2 separate regions of the Zea mays genome follow, and region 2 is linked to region 1. A link is a contact called in public Hi-C data. All regions are on one chromosome and are shown on one strand. Each heading gives the region's core, a stretch centred on a gene start, on an enhancer-like site or on the middle of the called end of the contact. The rest is flanking DNA. Distances are from core to core; before and after follow the strand shown.

Region 1 (3,161 bases), core at 459-2,958:
AGTTTATATATAATCATATCTAAATTTAATAGGGTGAGAGATGAAAATTTATTCTATAGATTTACATATTACTTTTTTTAATGCAACTTATAATAGTATTGTTCTACTTACTTCTCGATAACATAAATGTAGTGTACAACTATATATCTCACATGATTTATGATAATATATAAATATATTAACTTAATTAGTTTGTGTCTAAATTATTATTACTAGAATGGAATTTAATTAACAAATGGGGTCTGAGGGAATTTAATTTTCTAGTAAAAAACCAATAGTCGTTCAAAGGACCATAATGCCGTATCAAAGCTAACGTTGCGGAGTACGAAACAAAAAACGAAGATAGAGAAAAATGGAAAACACAGACGGATGGGTGGGGAAAAAACGGAAAACCGAAACGCACGTGACGAGAATAAGAAAAAACTGAAACAAAATTTGATGATATACTAGAGCTGACGTGACAAAAAAACTGAATCGAAGAGAAATAGAAACTAAAGGTAGAAAACAGAACCATAAACAAAATTAATAATCAGTCACTATGACCTAGTGTGTTTTGGAATTAGCTAGATTTCATTTGATTATATATTGCTATACAGGAGTTATCTTAAATTATATAAGTTTGTGTATGAGTTCATCTTATGAGTCTAGAGAGAGAACTCTCTACTGTCATAATAGTTAGAGAGGGAGAGAGATACATAAAAAAATACGTTATTTTTTATATCTTTAAGACTATTGAATATATATATATATAATATTAGGTATAATCGTATAGATATGTAAATCCTCAACGAAATGTTCAACCTACTGCTCAGTCGCAGCCGACAGCCCTAGTTAGGTTAGTTAGGGGTATGTTTGGTTTGACATTTTGGGTGTGGTTTTTGCTCCTCAAAAGTGAAACTAAAGGGCTCAATTCAACCAATAGTTTTTTTTAAAAAAGCCAGTTTAATTTCATTGTAAAATTGAAAGCAACTTCAAAATCTAATTTTATCGTCATTCAGATGAAAAAAAATCTTACAAACATATCTGATAGAACTTTTAGTAGCTTCCATAAAACAATTTATAGCTTTTTACAGCTCATACACACAACAACTTTTGTTACAACTCAGAGTTTACTACAACCTTTTTTATGGTCACGGCCTAACTAAAGAGACTCTAGACGACCTTACTATAGCGTGAGACTTGCCAGGTATCCGGCAAATATACACGTAGTATTTTGGTTATAAAAATGTTCATTTTCTTATGAATTATATTTTTCGCAATGATAACTATATTTTACATAGAGAAAAGAATAACTCTACAAATTTAACCACCAATTATTCAAATAATATACAATTTTAAGATATAAAACTTGTTTCAATTTATTTTTAATTAGCAAACAACATTTACAAAGGGATCTATTTTTTTTTTTTTTTGCAAACAACATTCAAACGGCTATAGTCAGGAATCTTTAAATTTATTTTTAGTAAACCACAATATATTTTAAAAGAAATTTATCGTGAAGATAGTAGTTTTATATATTTGAAACACATTTAACTGCGGAGGTTTATTACTATCTTGTTGTATAACCCTGTCCATCCATGCATGGTCATGGAGCAGCAGCGTATCTACGTGCATACGCATACGGCTACGGCGGCATACGTCTGTCATGCAACTGCTGGCCTCGGCAGCTCGGAGGCCCTCTTCTCCGGTGAGATGTGACGCGAGAAAAAGGGGTCGCCACCAGCCAGGGCCAGGCAGCCATCCAATCTTCACACAGGGGCAGAGGGCGGTCGCGCACACCTTTCCCTTCCCCCCTCTCGTTCCCCTCTCCTTCCCATTAATATCTAGCCGCACCTTCCCTCTCTCACCTCCTCATCCTCCTCCAACTGTGAGCGTACGTTCCACGGCCGCCGCCATTAGTGTTGAGAGAGGGAGAGAAGCTACAGGGACCGGACGCCTCCTTCCTTGCTGACCGGCGAGCTTTATTTTCAGGCCCCTCGCTCGCTAGGGTTCCATCATCCCGCCCGCTGTTCCTTTTCGTCCATGGATCAGAACTTCGGGAACCTCGGGACCGGAGCCGGGAGCAGCGGCGGGTGCGGGGGCTCCAACTCCAACTCCAAGGCGGTGGCGGCGGTGTCGTCCTCGTCCTTCCTGCAGCTGCCGCTGTCGACGGCGGCGGCGGCGTCCCCCGCGTACTACGGCGCGCCGCTCGCGCTCCTGCACCACGGCACCACCGCGGGCCCGTCGTCGTCGCAGCAGCAGCAGCACCAGTCGCCGTACGCCAAGCACGGCGCCGAGATGTCGGCGGCGGAGGCCGACGCCATAAAGGCCAAGATCGTGGCGCACCCGCAGTACTCGGCGCTCCTCGCCGCCTACCTCGACTGCCAGAAAGTAGGCGACCGCCTCGAGCTCGCTTGCGCTACCAGTACCCTGGCATCGGCATCAGCCGCCGTCGGGAAAAAAAAACGCACCTAGCTTTTTTTGTTAGATTCGTGAAACGAGATTTGCTTAATTTGATGCGTAATCTATCCGCGCGCCTGTCGCGTCGCCTCGCTCCTCACGAATCACGATCACCCTCACATGGTGGCTACGAAATGACGCAAGCACGCGCGCGCTGTGACACTGCAGGTGGGCGCGCCGCCGGACCTGCTGGAGAGGCTGACGGCCATGGCGGCGAAGCTGGACGCGCGCCCGCCGGGCCGCCACGGGCCGCGCGACCCGGAGCTGGACCAGTTCATGGTCGGTAATCCACACAGCTAGCTACTTTGCCGCGCCCTTCCTTCGTTTCGTTTTGCTAACCTCGTCTCTCTCTCTCTCTCTCTCTCTCTCTGCCAATCGCATCACATCGCATGTGGTCGCCGGCGCGGCGTGCAGGAGGCGTACTGCAACATGCTCGTCAAGTACCGGGAGGAGCTGACCCGGCCGATCGACGAGGCCATGGAGTTCCTCAAGCGGGTGGAGGCGCAGCTCGACTCCATCGCCGGCGGCGGCTCCTCCTCCTCCGCGCGCCTCTCGCTCGCCGGTAAGAAGTAAGATCGACCGATGATATATCGGAGCACCAGGCAGGCCGGCCGCGGCGCTTCGTCGTCTTCTTTCTGCTTGCTCTCCGGGTCCTTCTCTCGCCGTGCTCGTACTACATGGCGGCCCCGTGTTTTTATATCGCGCGCCATGGCATGCTGTCT
Region 2 (3,161 bases), core at 221-2,720, 170 kb before region 1:
GCACTGGGAGAACCTCCATTCCTGTGTCTCTCAGTGGCATCGCCCAGACCCGTCGTGCTGCAGGCAGCACGAGCTTCACTGTGGTAGTAGCAGCAACACAAGCACGCCGCCAGACGTCTCTCTGCTAGCGTCGGTCATCGGAGTGCACCTGCAGTGCCAGGTCGCGTTGCAGGATGAGGGCTCCCTGCAGTACCTGACAGCCGGCCTGCTGTTTGCGCCGCACGCTGGCTCTTCACAGGACCTGCGTCCGGCTGCGGACGACGACAGCGCATCATCAGCCGTGGTGGTGAGCCACCACAGCAGCGACGACGAGCACCGTCGCGCGCACGCAGGCGTCACCTTGGCCCAGGTGGAAGAGGTCACGCTGCCCATGGCCGTCGACTACTTCCGCCGGTACGCGGACGCGCCGGTCTACCGGATGCTGTGGAAGGCGAGGCATGGCGCCGCGTACATTCAGGTCGCGAAGGCGGCGTCAGGCACGGAGACGCAGAGCGCGCGGCGGGGCGGTAGCAGGGCAAGAAGCGCGGCGATGCGACGGCGGCAGGAGGAGGAGGAGCCGTACGTGATCCCTCACTTCCTCAGCCTGTGGGCCGCGCACGCGCCCAGCCGGCTGCAAGGCTCCATCGCGAGGTGGATGCGGAAGGAGAAGGAGAACCGGCTTGCACCTTCGCAGATGCGCCTCGAGTTCTAGGTCATTTTGCAAACCTGTATGCACTCATGCTTGCATATATAATCAGTAAACTGGTCGTTATGCCTCTTCCGGTCTTCCCCTCTAAAAATTCTTCGGGTATCACAGGTTTACTGGTTAGACCATATATTCTTTTTATTTATGAACTATGCACATGCTGTTGATTAATTAACGCTAATCGTGGAACTTAGCTCGGTCAAGAACAAAATGGCAAACCCCCCCCCCCCCCCCCCCCCCCCCCCCCCCCGGGAAATGAAAGAGGAGGAGGATGGCTTGGGTCCGTCTGACCAACTGACCCGCCAGAGGCCTACAGGTCTCCTACAGGGTGAAAACGGTATTTAGACCAAGACAAATAGCCCATATAGACCCACATTTGCAGCCACAACGAGCCCAACCTGGAACCCGTTGCGGCAAGCCCTCATACAGATACAGTCATAGTGCCTGTTTGTTTCGGATTCTGGCAGCTTCTGGCCACCAAAAGCTGTTGTGTACTGCCAAACGCTCAGCTTTTCAGCCAGCTTCTATAAAATTTGTTGGGACAAAAATCATCCAAAATTAACATAAACACATAATCGGTTGAGTCGTTGTAATAGTAGGAATCCGTTACTTTCTAGATCCTGAGCCCTATGAACAACTTTATCTTCCTCCACACATAATCGTAATGATACTCAGATTCTTTCTATAGCCAGATTCTCCCCACAGCCAGATTTTCAGAAAAGCTCGTCAGAAAAAAGCTGAACCAAACAGGCCCATTACCCTCCTGAGATTTCGCGCTCCGTTCACCCAAAATTTCCCCATCTCCGACCTCCCCCTTCCTCTCCCCCTGCCGCTCCCCGCGCCGAGAAGGAGAACCCCAGCCGCCGCGCAGCGCGCCGCCCATGGCCTCCTCGTCGGAGAACGCGGCTGTGCCGCCGGAGGAGGAGCCCCAGGCCCCGCCGCCGCCGGACACAGAGCCTACCGAGGCGGCGCCCGGCGAGGCGGAGGATGAGCCGCAAACCCTAGAGCGGGCGCAGGAGCTCTTCGACAGGGGTTCCAAGGCCATCGAGGATGAGGACTTCGTCGACGCCGTAGACTGTCTCAGCCGAGCGCTCGAGATCAGGTTAGGGTTTCCTTTCCCCTTCCCATTTCCCCCCTCTACCTCGGCGACATTAGCTGTGAAGCGACTCCGCGTGTCGGCAGAGTTCGGACCAATTGGCGGTTGGTACGGTGCTTTTTCTGTCCGGATCTGCTGGGTTTCGCATCAGTGCTTGTGTGGCTCGGTGATTCGGTCCAATAGGGTTTTAAGGGGTTATGTAGCAAAATGCTTAGCAGGAGTGTTTTCGTTTCGTCTCTGTCGTGGGTGAGATGTAGAGAGTCTGTCGTTGTCAGGGTCTCAGGGTTTTGTCGGATTTGGCTGCGAGCCCCGCTGTGGTTTGTACAGCAACACTTGGCCATGGGATGTCATCATGCGCAAACTGTGTTCGCCATTGGTTGCAAGTGTACTGTGGTATACAATGCTTAAGAAAAATGTGCTGTATGCCTGTGCTTATGCAAATATCTTGGAAGCCAACCAACAATGAACTAACTTAGGGACTTGTATCAGTAACTTGGTTGATAAAACCTCTGTATCTGTCAGTTTTCATTGTGCTGCTATTTCTCGTTTTACATTGCCTATTGTGGCCTGATGTAAGTTATGTTTATAACCTTTACAGTGGCACACTAACAATTTTGTGCACTCCTTGCCCACCAGGGCTTCACATTATGGAGAGCTCGCACCGGAGTGTGCCAGCACATACTTCAAATATGGATGTGCCCTGCTATACAAAGCTCAGGAGGAGAGTGATGTTTTGGGAAATGTTCCCAAGAGCTTGCCAAATGAAGACTCAGTGAAGAGTACAGCTACTAAAGATGACAGTGGAACCTCAAAGGTCTCTGGTACCGATGCGGAGGATGCTGCGTCATCAGAAAAAGTTGATGCTGAAGAAGGTATACACTTACCACATACATCTAGCAACGTTCATTGGATCACACTTTAATTCTGTGTCCCTTTATGATCTAATACCAAACACTAAGTTTGATCCCTTTCCTTGCTTTTTCTATATCTGCTAAACATTCTGTCGGGTACCATAATTAGGGGTACCCAGATCACAACCCTGAAATCCCTAGACGCTTGAGTAAGAAGGGAACATCAGCAAAACACGCTCCCGACATTACCAAGGCAAGGGATCAAATCCAAGTCACGCCTCGCCCGAGGCCAACCCTAGTCACGACTCGCCCAAGGCCACCCCCAAGCGGGAAACATAATCGTGACTCACCCGAGGCCAGCCTCGGGCGAGATGCACATTTCCGATTCGCCTGAGGGCGCCTCAGACGACGCTCAGGAGCTACCCGCTTTGGCTAACCACTCCGATTCCAGAACATGCATTTGTACGTTCACCTGCCCCGCTGAGGGCGCCAATGTCAACGAAGGACAACACGTCAACACGACTACGGT

Evidence for each region. A called contact is a pair of places that touch in the nucleus more often than the background predicts.
Region 2: a contact with region 1 is called in a Hi-C map of ear, with 2.1 times the contacts expected there. The contact joins the promoter of LOC101027138 here to the promoter of LOC100283277 in region 1. A contact is called at or near these places in 2 of 25 Hi-C or Micro-C datasets (ear and tassel).

What each region holds. Positions count from the first base shown.
Region 1 is chr2:241,659,121-241,662,281 of Zm-B73-REFERENCE-NAM-5.0, reverse strand. It overlaps LOC100283277 (homeobox protein rough sheath 1), which reads left to right and starts at 1,708. Exons shown (of 5, transcript NM_001156179.2): 1 at 1,708-2,370; 2 at 2,608-2,718; 3 at 2,854-3,001. The coding sequence starts at 2,023.
Region 2 is chr2:241,832,235-241,835,395 of Zm-B73-REFERENCE-NAM-5.0, reverse strand. It overlaps LOC101027138 (TPR domain containing protein), which reads left to right and starts at 1,470. Exons shown (of 6, transcript NM_001279620.2): 1 at 1,470-1,787; 2 at 2,418-2,653. The coding sequence starts at 1,567. It overlaps LOC111590900, which reads left to right. Exons shown (of 2, transcript XM_023301801.2): 2 at 1-832. The coding sequence ends at 691.